Regions from separate parts of the Capsicum annuum genome. Here region 2 is linked to region 1. Evidence: chromatin contacts called from public Hi-C data. All regions are on one chromosome and are shown on one strand. Each heading gives the region's core, a stretch centred on a gene start, on an enhancer-like site or on the middle of the called end of the contact. The rest is flanking DNA. Distances are from core to core; before and after follow the strand shown. Region 1 holds the start of LOC107878007 (auxin response factor 19). Region 2 has its middle 22 kb from the start of LOC107878005.

Evidence for each region. A called contact is a pair of places that touch in the nucleus more often than the background predicts.
Region 2: a contact with region 1 is called in a Hi-C map of leaf, with 2.5 times the contacts expected there. The contact joins the enhancer-like site here to the promoter of LOC107878007 in region 1. A contact is called at or near these places in 2 of 5 Hi-C or Micro-C datasets (leaf and pericarp).

The regions. Positions count from the first base shown.
Region 1 is chr7:129,436,389-129,444,031 of UCD10Xv1.1, forward strand. It overlaps LOC107878007 (auxin response factor 19), which reads right to left and starts at 3,335. Exons shown (of 13, transcript XM_047393731.1): 1 at 2,662-3,335; 2 at 936-1,048; 3 at 761-856; 4 at 443-499; 5 at 177-332; 6 at 16-100. The coding sequence starts at 2,704.
Region 2 is chr7:129,754,916-129,762,558 of UCD10Xv1.1, forward strand. No RefSeq gene overlaps it. Among protein-coding and RNA genes, the nearest start is that of LOC107878005, 22 kb to the right of the region's middle. Within about 2 kb of position 3,481, at least 2 of the 5 cell types and tissues checked have an H3K27ac peak or open chromatin away from gene starts, as enhancers often do. A contact at or near this core is called in leaf, where this site is marked.

The DNA of each region.
Region 1 (7,643 bases), core at 2,085-4,584:
AGATCGTAAAGGTACCTCGATATATATGCCTGAAAGTCCATGCTTGATCATGCAAATCTCTAGCCATTAGCTCCTGAGCAGGAGGTTGCATAGAATAGTCCTACAAAGAAGCTCCCTGTCAGATGCAATAAAGTAGATCGCTTCTCTTGAAGACACTTTGGTCAAGATAAACATACCAGAGGAGGAAATATCTTCTCGGCTGCACGACGAGGAACGGAAAATCCACCATGGGTGCTTGTATCACTAGCTGTGAGAGTTTTACAGAAGAACTCAGCAGGCTGCCTGTTCTGCTTAAGGCCCATATCAGACAAAAGTAAAGCCTCCTGGTCATACTGCAGAATCAAAAAGCAAAAGTTTGTTTCATACAACTTCTAAAGGAGACGGTAAAAAGTATTTGACCGCAAAGATGACAGCTGATATTGCAAACAGCATAAGGACTTACTTTGTTTACAGGTTGAAGAGTCATCTGAGCATAGACCTCATCGGTTTCAGTGTCAGCCTAACAAAAATGTAACAAGAAAAACATGTTTGGAAAAGGGAAACTCCACTGCTCGTTAATTTTCCGTAATAGAACAATATTTTTCTACTTAATTCATATAAAATGAGGCAAATAAACAATACAAAACTTAAGAAGTACAGTGATCCCAAATGAAAACACCCATATTCAATCATTAATTTTAAGAAAAATATATGGAAATGGAAAGACAATTCATGAAATCGTAAATCCCAGCCAATATGAGGATAGAGGAAGATGCCATACATGTAAAGTAACGTTGTGTAACATGCAAATCAACTTGGATGGAAGATTAGGATAACTTGGAATTCCATCTGTCTCCTTTTGCATTGATGCCGCCACCTGCATAGATTGATATCGAAGTAAGGTTTCATCATCTTGGGGGTAGTAATACTCCTATTCAACTCCAAAAGAAACATACCTGCTCACTGTGACCTTGAGGAAAATATACCACAAGGCTTCCAACAGGAGGCAAAGAAACCAATGGGCCAGCACAAGCGTGCCATAACTCTGAATTCATGAGCTTTCTTTCTCCTGTTGCATTATGATACAAACTTACACATATTTACTAAATTAAAGTCCAATTGTATACAAATATACATATGATGCTTTGATATGCTAGAAACTAAGGTCCTTTATGTGCAAAATAATTCTCTTGACTACCAGATCTGTGAGCATCATTCATGCAACCAAAAAGGAAAATTTTCTCCTGTTTCTCCTTTTTTTAGCCCCAACTGAAGGATTATCTCACTGGAACCTGTATTAAAAAGAAATATTAACTACTGGTACATAAAGATAAGGAGTTAAAAATGGCAGCCCGGTGCACAAAGAATGCCGCGCTAGCAGGGTCCGGAGAAGAGCCGCACCCAAAGGATGTGATGTACATAGTCTACCACTCTACCTAATGCAGACATTAGTGGCTGCTTCCACAGGTCGAACCCGTGACCCATAGGTCACATGGAGAAAACTTTACCAATGCTCTAAGGCTCCCCATCATAAAGATAAGGAGTCCCGCAAACCAAATGATTATAAAGCGTCAGCAATACCAGGAACCTAAGTAAATATCACGTGACCCTCAAACCGTTGATATGTGTGACCCTCAAATAGTTGTATACCTAATAGCAATCAAAAACTAACCAATACTAGATAGTTTAAACATGTCAATGACATGCGAAGATAGCAGTAGTTTCTCGATCTTGTGATTCATGAAAAGAACTTACCTTCTCTTCTCAAAGAAACCCATGTGAGAGTATGAACTTACGGCAAATAGATTGTATTAAAGCATCATGAAGGCAGATCAAGCAAAATCTGCAGTATTTATTTTGTTCCTATTCCAGTGATAACCTCGTTTTCAACTCTGTTCTTACCCCTCCTAATACTTACTTGTTACCAAAGCACAGCCTACTTAATAGACCGAGAATGATGCACAGAAATCGAAAATGCACTTTCTGCTCCAAAATGGAGTAAACACAAGCTGCCAGGAGTAGTTTAGGCATTTTTAAAGGCAGTGAACCAACCCCACAAAAATGGAAAGTGGACCATCCGAGGCATCTGCTAAATAAGAGGTCAAAAGTGAAACTTAAACGAGTAGCAGATATTGGGTAAACCAATTTTGACGGTTATCCAGTATATAATCCGAATTTCAACTCAGAAAGAAGACATGAATCCGTAGATCAATTACACCAAACAGAATTTGTACTCCTGGATATACAAATTGTATTAGTAACATTTTGCTAATGCACCGAAATCACTAACAAATGAAAAGAATAAACAACTAAAAGCAGTTAAGAGAAAGTGTACTTTTGTTCTCAATCCTTTGTAATACAAATGTTTTTCTAAGAGAAAAATTGAAAAACAGGCAATATTCAAAGGAAACTTGAGCATTAAAATCCAACTTACCTTAAGAAAAAACTGCATATTATGGTTATTAAGTGACAAAATAATCAATTGAACGCCTTGTGTTAAGCCTTATTACAATAGCAAATCAAAGCTAAAACATGGCAGCAAATTCCACTTATTATATCCCCCACCCCCAACAGTCTGAGAGGTCATAGGAAGCAAAATGAAGCACAACTAAGAGAATTTTTTAAAAACAAAGAGGTAGAAAATGCAAAATAAAAAGGATTGAATGAGGTTGTAGGAATCACCTTCTCCTGAATTAGGTATATATCCGTTTGATGGTGCCTTCATTTCAGCAGAAGTTGCACTTCTCTCCAAAAAGAATTTTAAGAGAAGAATAAAAATAAGAATTGGTGCAAAACAAATCTTTCGCGTAATTCCAGCTACAAAATGCTTTTCACGTTCTCAAGATAGAAAACTCCATCAATAATTATTAGGTACTAAACCACCATTAGCTCCATAATTGCATCAGCCCAAATTATCAAATATGATCACAAATTCCTTAAATGTAAATATGCTTTTGCTTTTCCATTGTCAACAAATCGTCAGCTTGTTCCGGTCACCGGAAAATCAAGAACTAGCAAATAATCTTATAGATATGGCTATCCAAAAATGGGAAGGCAGAAAGAATAATAAAGTTACACATCACCCCAGGTGCAAGGTGGTGGGGTGGTGAGGGGGGGGGGGGGAATCAGAGAAGTCGCCGGAAAATCAGACGCCAATGATAACGGGAGCTGTTTTATATTGCTGCTGTACTACAACCTTTATACTATTCTATTCTATGCAAGATTATTGTAATAATAATTAAAAATAATATATAGCCTGTGATATGATTGATATACGTATGTGTATATGTTGTATTATTACGTTTTGTGAAATGGGAGAGAGAAGTAGTAGAGAACAAGCCGACATAAATGAACTGGACAAGGTTAAATAATGAGTGAAATTACAAGCCATGTTTTGCTCCCACAAGACATTTATTTCCATCATTCTCAATCCAACTATAACCAATCTTTCTAGTCAAAACAATTACTCCAGCTTATTTCCTTCGTGCACTTTATGTTTGGCTTCATATATTCTATTCCTCTCAAATTATTTGAAATATTTATTAAAATAATTTATCTTAAAATAATTGACATATTTAAGAAGTTAACATACAATTAACTACTTTTTTTTCAACTACATTCAAAGATTCATTCAATAAAAGAATAAATAAAAACATATTAGTTAATTTTGCACCTCTTATTAATTTCTCCTTAAATATTACATAAAAAAAATATGAGGGAGTACCTATTAAGAAAATTATATCTGAAATAATAATTTTAAAATATTACCTTTATTAGTTATAATTCATTTAATTGTTGAAAAGTAAATATAATTTTTTTTTGGTCGAACAGAATTGCATAGAAAATAAAATACGGTTTTAGTTACAAAATACAGACTTCAGCCCGGTGTAGTTGTAACATAAAATGCGTTTAGTTATAATATTTAATGAAGTAGCAAGGATAAATAAATACAAAATAATAAATTATCTCTTAAATTTTTAAACTGGATAAATAAAATTAGATAATTATTTTTAATATATTAAATAAATAAAAATGGAGGGAAGAATAATTAATTGATGCAGGTGAATCTTTTTTATGACTTATACTCCCTTCTTTTCTTTTTTACTTTGTTAGTCTTTTACTTGTTCATTAAATCAAGAGAAACTAACTGTTTGCTTTTAATATTATCTTTATTATTAAATAAATATAGAAAAATAATATAATTAAAGCTTTCACAATATTATTTATAAAATTAGTTAAGTATAATAAATTTGTGAAAAGTATTCTCTTTGATCCATTTTAATTGTCACACTTACCAAAATAGTTGAGACAAAATAATTGTCACTTTAAAAAATAAAAAATAATTAATTTGTTATGAAATAATAAAGAATAAAGAAAAAGAGTAGAGAGAATAGAGAGAATAATTGTTATTTCTCTTGAGTGATGATTTACAATGAAGAAAGTCCTTCTATTTATAGGGAAAATTTACTCCTAGTTTCTGCGCAAAAGACAGATACTTCAAATCCTGATAGATGTCAATTAGATCTTGATCGACATTCACTACAACTGATATACATTAATATCATAATACTTTCGCTTAAATGTCTAATAATATGCATATAGGTTGTCTCATTAAAAATCTTACAAGGAAAATACAGTGGGACAAAACCTCGTAAGCGAAAAAGAGTACAGCGCGTATTAACTCCCCCTAATAAGAACATACTTGAACCTTTGCATTCTGATCTTGTGCACCATCTTCTTGAAAGTTGCAGTTGGAAGAGACTTAGTGAATAAATCAGCCACATTGTCACTTGAACGAATCTGTTGTACGTTAATATCACCATTCTTTTGGAGCTTATATGTATAAAAGAGTTTTGGCGAAATGTGTTTCGTTTTATCTCCTTTTACGAATCATCTCTTAAATTGTGTTATGCATGTTATATTATCTTCATATAAAATCGTGGGTACTTTGTCACATTTCAAACCACATTTTTCTTGAATGAGATGTATTATGGACCTCAACCACACACACTCTTGGCTAGCTTCATGAATATCTATAATCTCAGCATGGTTCGATGAAGTGGCTACGACAGACTGCTTTGTTGACCTCCAAGATATGGCAGTACCCCCACATATGAACACATAGCCTGTTTGAGACCGAGCTTTATGCAAGTCAGATAAGTACCCGCATCAGCATAACTAACAAGATCAGGATTGCAGTCTTTAGAATAAAATAAGCCTATATCGATAGTCCCTTTTAGATACCGTAATATGTGTTTGATCTCATTCCAATATCTTCTAGTAGGAATAGAACTATACCTTGATAACAACTGAAAAGGCTATATCATCCCTTGTAGTATTTGCAAGATACATTATGCACCTATTGCACTAAGATATGGTATTTCAGGACTAAGGAGTTTCTCATTCTTTTCTTGAGGTCGGAATGGATCCTTGTTCACATCAAGTGACCGACCAACCATCGGAGTACTTAATGAATGTGCTTCATCCATATAGAATCTTTTCAACACATTTTCTGTGTAGGTAGATTGATGGACAAAGATACCATTTGTCAAATGCTCAATTTGCAAACCAAGGCATAATTTTGTCTTTTCGAGATCTTTCATTTCAAATTCTTTCTTTAGGTAATCAATTGCCTTTTGAAGCTCTATTGGAGTTTCAATAAGGTTTATGTCATCGGCATAGACAACAAGTATAACAAACTACGACGTTGTTGTCTTTATGAAAACACATGGGCAAATTTTATCATTCGTATAACTTTCCTTAGATAAATATTCACTAAGACGGTTGTACTACATACGTCCAGATTGCTTCAAACCATACAATGATCTTTGCAATCTAATGGGATACATTTCCTGAGGCTTTGAACTATATACTTTCGGCATTTCAAATCCTTCAAAAATTTTCATGTATATCTCATTATCAAGTGATCCATATAGATAGGTTTTTACCACATCCATCAAATGCATTTCAAGTCTCTCATAGACAGTGAAACTAATAAGATAACACAGTGTTATTGCTTCTATAATTGGTGAATATATCTCGTCATAATCGACACTAGGCCGTTGTGAAAAACCTTGTGCAATAAGGCGTGCCTTATACCTTTGTATTTTATTTTTCTCATTTTTTTTGCACAAAGACCCATATATAGCCAACAAGCTTAACATCATTAGGTGTTTGAGCTATAGGTCCAAAAACATCACATTTGACAAGTGAATTCAATTCAGATTGAATTGCTTTTTGCCATTTTTGTCAGTCATTTCTTTATTGACATTCTATGACAAATTGAGGTTCAAGATCCTCACTATCTTGCATGATTTTTACTACAACATTATAAGCAAAGACATAATCCACTACTAATTCAGATTGATTCAAATTAGTTTTAATATCACTTGAATTTATGGATAGTTCCTTATTTTCTTGAGTCTCGGGCTCATTAATTCCTTCAGGAATATCAACATTGCTCAAATCTTGAACTTCCATATGGGGATCTTTCGTAGCGTCATCTTGACCATTTGTTTTTCTTTTTTCTAGGATTTTGATCCTTAGAACCTAATGGTCTACCACGCTTCAAGTGTGTTTTAGATTCATTAGTTATGACACTAATGGATGGTCCTTTAGGGACATCAACTAGAATTGGAACATTCTCTGCAGGAATATGTGATTTTGTGATCCTTTTTAAATCTGTAAATGCGTCAGGCATTTGATTTGTAATTTTCTGTAGATGAATAGTCTTTTGTACTTCTTGCTCATAAATAAAAGCACGTGGATCAAGATAAGATAGTGATGAATTTTTTCACAAAATTTTTCTTTTGATGTCACTATTTTCTCCCCTTAATTTTGGAAAAACTATTATCAAACTGACAATCTGCAAATCGAGTAGTGAATATATCTCCCGTTAATAGTTCAAGATAGCAAATAATTGAGGGTGATTCAAACCCAACATAAATTCCCAACCTTCTTTGGAGGCCCATCTTGGTATGATTTGGTGGTGTTATAGGCACATATACACCGCACCCAAATATTCTCAGATGAGATATATTAGGCTCTTGACCCAAAACCAATTGCAACGGAGAAAATTTATGATAATTTATCCGTCTAAGACGAATAAGTGTTGCATCTTGTAAAATTTCATGACCCCAAACAGAAGTAGACAACTTAGTTTTCATAAACAATGGTCTTGCTATCAATTACAGACGTTTAATTAATGACCCGGCAAGGCCATTTTGAGAATGAACATGGGGTACAGGATGTTTCGTTCTTATCCTAATCGATAAGCAATAGTCATTAAATGCTTGGGATGAAAATTCTGCAGCATTATCAAGGCGAATAGACTTAATCTGATTATTAGAAAACTGTACCCGTAATCGTATTAGTTGTGCCAACAATTTTGCAAATGCCAAGTTGCGAGATGACAATAGGCATACATGAGACCATCTAGAAGAAGCATCTATTAGGACCATAAAGTATTTAAATGACCCACTCGGTGTAACGCCTCAAAAATCTATCCCGAGATGTCACACGGTACTTAGGACCACAAGTGATCCCAAGCTAACCCTTCTACCATTATAACTCATAAGCAGCTGAATAATATGTATAAAATGATCGAATATACTGTGTGGAAACATAATAATGATGAAATCTGGAAAATACAATATTAATACAAC
Region 2 (7,643 bases), core at 2,231-4,730, 320 kb after region 1:
TAAGATCACACACTAGGTAGGACTGATCTCAGATTTACTTAAGTACTCTTGTTATCATTAGATTCAGAGGTCATCCGCTAGATAGGACTAATCTCAGCCTCAGTACCCAATTATCAATATCAAAAGATTTAGTTATTCAGTATTTCAGTATTAGTAGTGAGTTCAGATGTCAGTAAAGCAGTATCCGGGTCTCAGTATTCAATGTCACGATGATTTTAGTTATGATTTGTGCATTCATGCATACGTCCTCATTCAGTACTCTCATGCTATTCAGTTAAGTAATTGTTCATGCATAAGCCCTTGCATTTAGTCTTACCTCATCTTGCATACTTAGTACATTCCCACGTACTAACACATTTATACTATGGTGTTTTACTTTACACCATAGGTTCAGAAGCACGAGATCTAGGGCACTCTTAGAAGCTCAGTTCCAGTCAGCAGCAGTAGACGTAGCAGTGAGTCCTCTTCATTCGAGGATGATCCTTATCTTATTATTACATTAGACTTAATTTATTTTTAGTAGACAGAGTTAGTTGGGGGTGTGTCCCATCAATTCTATAGATCAGATAATTAGAGGCTTTTCAGACAGATGTATCAGTATTCAGTTTTTGGTTTTGAGTATTTTAGACGTTTTGAACCTTATGGAAAGTTTTTGTTAGTTTTTTGCACTTATTATATTATATTATACAGTGCTCAAGTACAGACATTATTAGAGGGTTAGCTTGTGGTCCTTAGGGATCATGAGCACCGTATGGCATACCGGTTATAAAAAATTGGGGCGTTACAGCAGTGGGTGTACTAATATATGTTACAAATACTACAAGGCCTGATATAGCCTTTTCATTTAATTTATTAGTAAGGTATAGTTCTACTCCTGCTAGAAGATATTAAAATGGGATCAAACATATATTGCGGTGCCTAAAAAGGACTACCAATATGGACTTATTTTATTCTAAAGATTGCAGTCCCGATCTTGTTGGTTATGCTGATAGTGGATATTTAACCCGCATAAAACTCAATATCAAATAGGTTATGTGTTCATATGTGGGGGTACTATCATATATTGGATAGCTACAAAGTATTCTATCATAGTGGCTTCATCGAACCATGCTGAGATAATAACTATTCATGAAGCAAGTCGAGAGTGTGTGTGGTTGAGGTCCACGATACATTTCATTCAAGAAAAATGTGGTTTGAAATGTAACAAAGTATCCATAATTTTATATGAAGACAGTACAACATACGTAGCACAATTTAAGGGAGAATTCATAAAAGCTCCAAAAAGAATGATGATATTAACGTGCAACAGATTCGTTCAACTGAACTGTGACTGATTTGTTCACCAAGTCTCTTTCAATTACAACTTTTAAGAAAATGATGCATAAGTTCGAAATGCAAAGGTTCAAAGACGTTCTCATTAGGAGGAGTTAATGCGCGTTATACTCTTTTTTTCTTATGAGGTTTTGTCCCACTGAATTTTTCTTGTAAGATTTTTAATGAGGCAGCCTATGCGTATTATTAGAAATGTGTACTCTGTTTTCTTCTCTAGATTTTCTCCTACTGAATTTTTTCTAGTAAGATTTTAACGAGATACATTATCTATCAATTAGACATTCAAGGGGAATATTATAAATGTATTAACATATAGAGTGAATGTCTATTTATGAAAAAATTGGAAATCCCTGCTTTTAAGATAAAATTATTTTTTTCCTATAAATAAAAAAATTTCCTGCATTGTAATTTACACCTCAAAAAACCCCTCAAGAATCACCTCTTTTTTCTCTTCATTCTTCTTCTTCCCACCTTTATAATTTATAACAATTGTGTAATTTTACAACAAAGGGGAAAGAAGGGGGGGATTGCACCCCTCTAACTAGCTTTCAACCTAACCAAATAATCGGATCACAGTGTAGACATTGAAATTTTGTGGATTCTACAAAAAAAGTTCAATTTTGGTTAGAGTTCTTGGGGCTATTTACCTTAAATCTAGTTTGGTGGTTACTCTACCTAAACCCTAAATTACCCCTATATAATGGGGTCAAATATTCTTTTAAAGGGCATCTCCAAGATCCCAAATATCTCACAAATTAATGAGATATTCATAAATCTCGAAGATCTCAAAGGTCAAAGGGATCAAAACCCTCTCTTCTTGATTAATCAAATAAATTAAGAAGATTGACAAATCCTCCTTTCATGGAGATCAAATCTAAATATTCTTATATTCGAGAAATACACCACTAACGGCCCTTGAATTATGAAGAAATTCAAAATATTCCTATGTTTGAGAAATATGCCACTAACGGCCCTCGAATTATGGAGAAATTCATATCCAAATCTTCCTACATTCGAGAAATACGCTACAGACAGCCCTCGAATTAAGGAGAAAATCAAGAGAGAAGAATCAAGGTAGGAACAAATTTGTACCCACATCGTTTATCAATAAAATTGTTGTTTCTTCATATTTTTATTTGTGGTTGAAGTTTATTTTCCATGAATTAAAGTATGTTGGAAACAAACTGGCACGCCCAGTGGGACCAAATTTTTCCTTTATCTCTTCTCTCATAAATCAGATAAATCAGATCTGCAAATCTGTAGCTACCGCAAAATCAGATCTGCAAATCTATAGCTGCTGCATAAAGATAAAAGCTCTATTGCTACAAATCTGTAGCCGTTGCGTAAAGATAGAAGCGGTACTTCAAGACTCGTCTTTGAGTTTCATCAAGTCTACACTCCAACAAGCCTTGAAGTAGAGGGCATTTGTAGACATTGAAATTTTGTGGACTCTACAAAAAGAGTTCAATTTTAGGTAGAGTTCTTGGGGCTATTTACCTTAAATCTAGCTTGGTGGTTACTCTACATAAACCCTAAATTACCCCTATATAAAGGGGTCAAATATATTTTTAGGGGGCATCTCCAAAATTCCAAACATCCCACAAATTAATGAGATATTCATAAATCTCGAAGATCTCAAAGGTCAAAGGAACCAAAACCCTCTCTTCTTGATTAATCAAATAAATCAAGAAGATCGACAAATCCTTCTTTCATGGAGATCAAATCCAAATATTCCTATGTTCGAGAAATACGTCACTAACGACCCTCAAATTATGGAGAAATTCATATCTAACTCTTCTTACATTCGAGAAATACGCTACTGACGGCCCTCGAATTAAGGAGAATCAAGAGAGAAGAATCAAGGGAGAAACAGATTTGTACCCACATTGTTTATCAATAAAATTATTGTTTCTTCATATTTTTATTTGTAATTTAAATTTATTTTCCATGAATTAAATTATGTTGAAAACAAACGGAGAAAAGTACTGTGGTGATTTACATGTGTTCACTTTGAAATTGCGAAACACATACGTGCACTGGCTAACAAAACAGAAAAATAGAAGTCCAGTTAAGGGGTAGATGGGATTTCTCTTAAAGCAATGAACACACAAAATAGCAATTAGTTGGATATCATTGCCTGCTGCTTGCATATTTGGGCGAATGAAAGAAACCCAGCATTGACTGAGTTCACTGTTACATCTATTAATTTCTCTAGGCAATTTTCAGTAACCATCAAAAGGAGTTGGAGTTGAAAAATAAGATATACTAGAAAAGTAGCCAAACAAACATGAAGTAGGCCAAGTCCCCCTTGAGTGCACGGCCTGCTAATTAATGGACAAAGGCCCACCCTCATTTTTTAGAGGGTCAAGTTAAAGAAACACTAAAAATTACATATATACATAAGATAACTTTATCTTATTACATAAAATCTCATATTGAAAAAGAAATTACAAAAATTTCAAAGTAATTACTTAAACCCCTTAAATTCACTCTTTCTCTTTCATCCTTCTCATACATATCAAAATATCATATTTTGCTCCTATTTTAGTGCACTGATTTTTGCTCCATATAAATGTACTCCTTTATTTATGCCTACAATCACGCTAATATAATATTAGTACTCTCTCATCCCCCTCCTATCTGGGTCACTTTTATAATTGGAATTGAATACACTTTCAATTCACGTAATAAAGAAAATTGAATCATTTTTTTCCTTATTATCATGTAGCCAATGTAATGTTACAATAACACTAATTTTTTCTTAAAATTATTATAATCTTGTAGATAATTAATGTATAAGGTGAATATTTTATATGTATAGTGTGATATTATACATTTTGGAAGATTGTATTTTAATGTATAAGTCATAATATATCAGACATTATGCATTAGTTATTTTTAGAAGACTAATGTATAATATAATTCTTTTGCTATATATTTCATTATATTATACATTAAGAAGCTCTTATTAAATTTAAGAGGCATTTTATGTATTATTTGGTATTATACAATTAGAAAGTATTAATATTGTATAAGGTTACATTATGTCTTCTGATAAGGATACAGAAGTATACATGTTTAATGTTAATACTTAAATGTATAGTTGACATTATACATTACTATAGATTATTTTTTAAATTTATAATGTGCCACATACATGTGCAATTGTTGTATAATGTTATCTTTTAAATTTCAACTTATTCGTTATTTGCGCTGATTCAATAAATACATCACATACTGAACAATAAAACTGAATATATCAATTATATTTGGATATATATTATTTTCATTTAACTATTTTGTTAACTGATGTTTATTTTTTCATGAATTTTAAATTATTTATAATAAATTTATATGATTCCGTGAATGAAAGATAATTTCTTTCGTCAAAACATACTTTGAAAATCAATTTTCTGGGAGCTTAATGGATCATATCAGTGTGAACACATATAATCCATACGTATTAATATTACTCCTACTAAAGTAAAGGAAAGAGAATGAAAAATAAATACTCCCACTAGATTTTATATTATTTTATGTTGTTACATAATTTTTAAAAAAGTTTTAATTAAAATTATATTTTATTATTATTTATGTAATTTATTACTACTAAAATAGTATAAGAAGGAAATAATAAGACTTTTTTATGATTAAATTTCAGTTACTATATTTAATCATACACCACGTAATGATAGATAATTAATTGCATTAATTAAGGTAGAGAAAGATAGTATCTGATTTCTCTTTCCATAAATATAGGCAAATCTGTTTTATCATACATTGCAATAATGTATAAGGGCCTACCTAATGTATAAGTATATTTTACAAATTAGGGAGAAAGAAATTCTAATGGGATTATATGTAAATACTTTCATTATAGAAGGAAATTATGTGGTTTATATCCTAAAATGGGTTGGTTTGATATTAGTATAAATAACATAAATATCAATCCTTTTGGAAGTAATTACACTCTCTCCCACTTTTTAAATTATTTTACTCTCTCATTTTGTGTATATGTTGAAATTTTTGTGATATATTTAGCGAGCTTGAATTTTTAATAATATTGAAAATATAAGTTGTGTATTTGTGCAATTTTTAGTTGATATTTTAGTCTCATGCAGAAAGTTTTATAAAAATGACTTTCGTAAGAGTTATTCTTATTTTTTTTGTCCCACTTAACAAATTTTAATAATAGGCAAATGTTCTAACTTTTGTCTATGATGCAGGCATTTTAGAAATATTTAAGACATTAAATTTGCACAATTAATCAGAAAACTTTATAAGCAGAAGTTGAAATTTGTTATATTGTACAACATACATAAGTTCTAACTTCTAATTTTCGTCCATAAGACAGACGTTCAGGATATTTTAAGACATTAAACCTACTCAATTCTACAAATTCTACCTAGAAAAATGTGAACTTATTAGCGGAAATAAAAATTTAAACCAAACATTGAGACGATAATTTAAGACCGAATACTTTAAAGACACTAGGCGTAATTTACGAGGGAGAGGGCTTAACATTCACGTGACGTGGGTAGATGCACACCTCATCATGCTTTTTATGGACTCCCACTAATAGGGCCCAATGGGCCTTGTGTTAGTTGACTGACTCGAGAGGATTAAGGACCCGTGGGCCCACTTCATTAAGGCCGTTTTGTCATAACTCATGACAACCAACTGATAAATTTGAAGTATTAAAGGAGAAAGGATAAGTAGGGTTCATGAATTACTTTTTCTGTGGTTTTGCTTTCAACACAACTACATATAACAACAACATATTTGGTGTATTCCTACAAAGTGGAGATCTAAGAAGAGTAGAATGTATGCAATCTATATCACTACCTCAATGAAGTAGCTAAGAAGGGTAAAATGTATGCAGTCCATATTACTACCCCAAATAAAGTAGAGAGACTATTTTCGATAGACCCCGACTCAGCCCCGACTCAGAACAAATAACAATATTGTTATGAAATCAAACAGGAATAGGCAATACAATAAAAAATAAATAAAAACACATAGATTTTACGTGGAAACCCTAGACGGGAAAAAACACGGGCAGAGGAGGAGAAAATTCACTATATCGGAGAAGAATACAAGGAGGAGCCGAAATATCAATAACTCTTTTTTTAAACTGTCAAAAGTCATCCCTCTAAATTGCACTTATATAATACGTGCAAATAAGAAAATTCTAAGGCCAAAAATATACAGGTTCATACACCGCAGATCCCCAAAAAAATCTCATGATTACAGTTTTACCAACATGGGTCGCACCGCGATCCTTTCGAACCGGATCAATAAAATTCGGATCACAAACTCTAACAAATATAACAAACAGAAAATATAAAAACAAACAACAAAAAGGGATATCACATCGCTAGATAGTAAAGAAAATAAGCACCCACAAAGTAATATTGTAAACTAGCTATACGAAATTATAGACAACATCAAAACACCACGAACAATAGCTACAAGAAACTACAGGCACAGATATAAATAGAGCACTTTTCCTTACTATTACGAACGTTCTCCTACCACTGCTCCTCTATCCGAATCCGCGTCCTCCACACTTTTCTACCAAGGGTCATGTCCTCTATAAACTATAATTGCCCTATGTCATGCCATCAGCCTCTCACACCTCTGTACTGGAGCGTCCTTGTCCCTCCTCATCACATGTCCGAACCAACACAATTTCACTTCTCGCATCTTGTTCTCCGCCGAAGTCACTCTCATTTTCTCCCGAATAGTCTCATTTAAATACAAGTACATATAACTAATAAATTTAGAATTAATCGAGTCACCATTTTATGTATAAATATCTACTTATATATTTGTAAAAAAAAAAAAAAAAAAAAAAGGAGTTCTAAAACTAGATCGTACAAAACAAATATCCAAATAATTAATCCCACATAATAAATAAATAAATAAATAAATAATAAGAAAAATTGAAGTATTTACGTGTTATTTCGAATTCTCACATCATTTAATGAGAAATGCTTTTCGTTGAAATAAAATCTGGTCCTACTTTACAGAAACGACTGTTTTCATGGTTGAAGGAATTGGTTCTCCAGTAAATATTTCAGTTGACATATATCCATCGTAGTATTTGATTAAAATAGGAAACTTCATGCTCATACACAGTTGATGATTCCTAATTTCTAGAAGTATTTGCTTCTTTTCCTTTTCTTTTTTGTTTTCCTATTTTCTATATATTAGTTTAGGTGTACGCGTCTTGCCCGTATACCTCACTTTAATGAATTTAAATATTACATTAAATGGTATATTTGTTTAAATAATAAAGATGAATATAA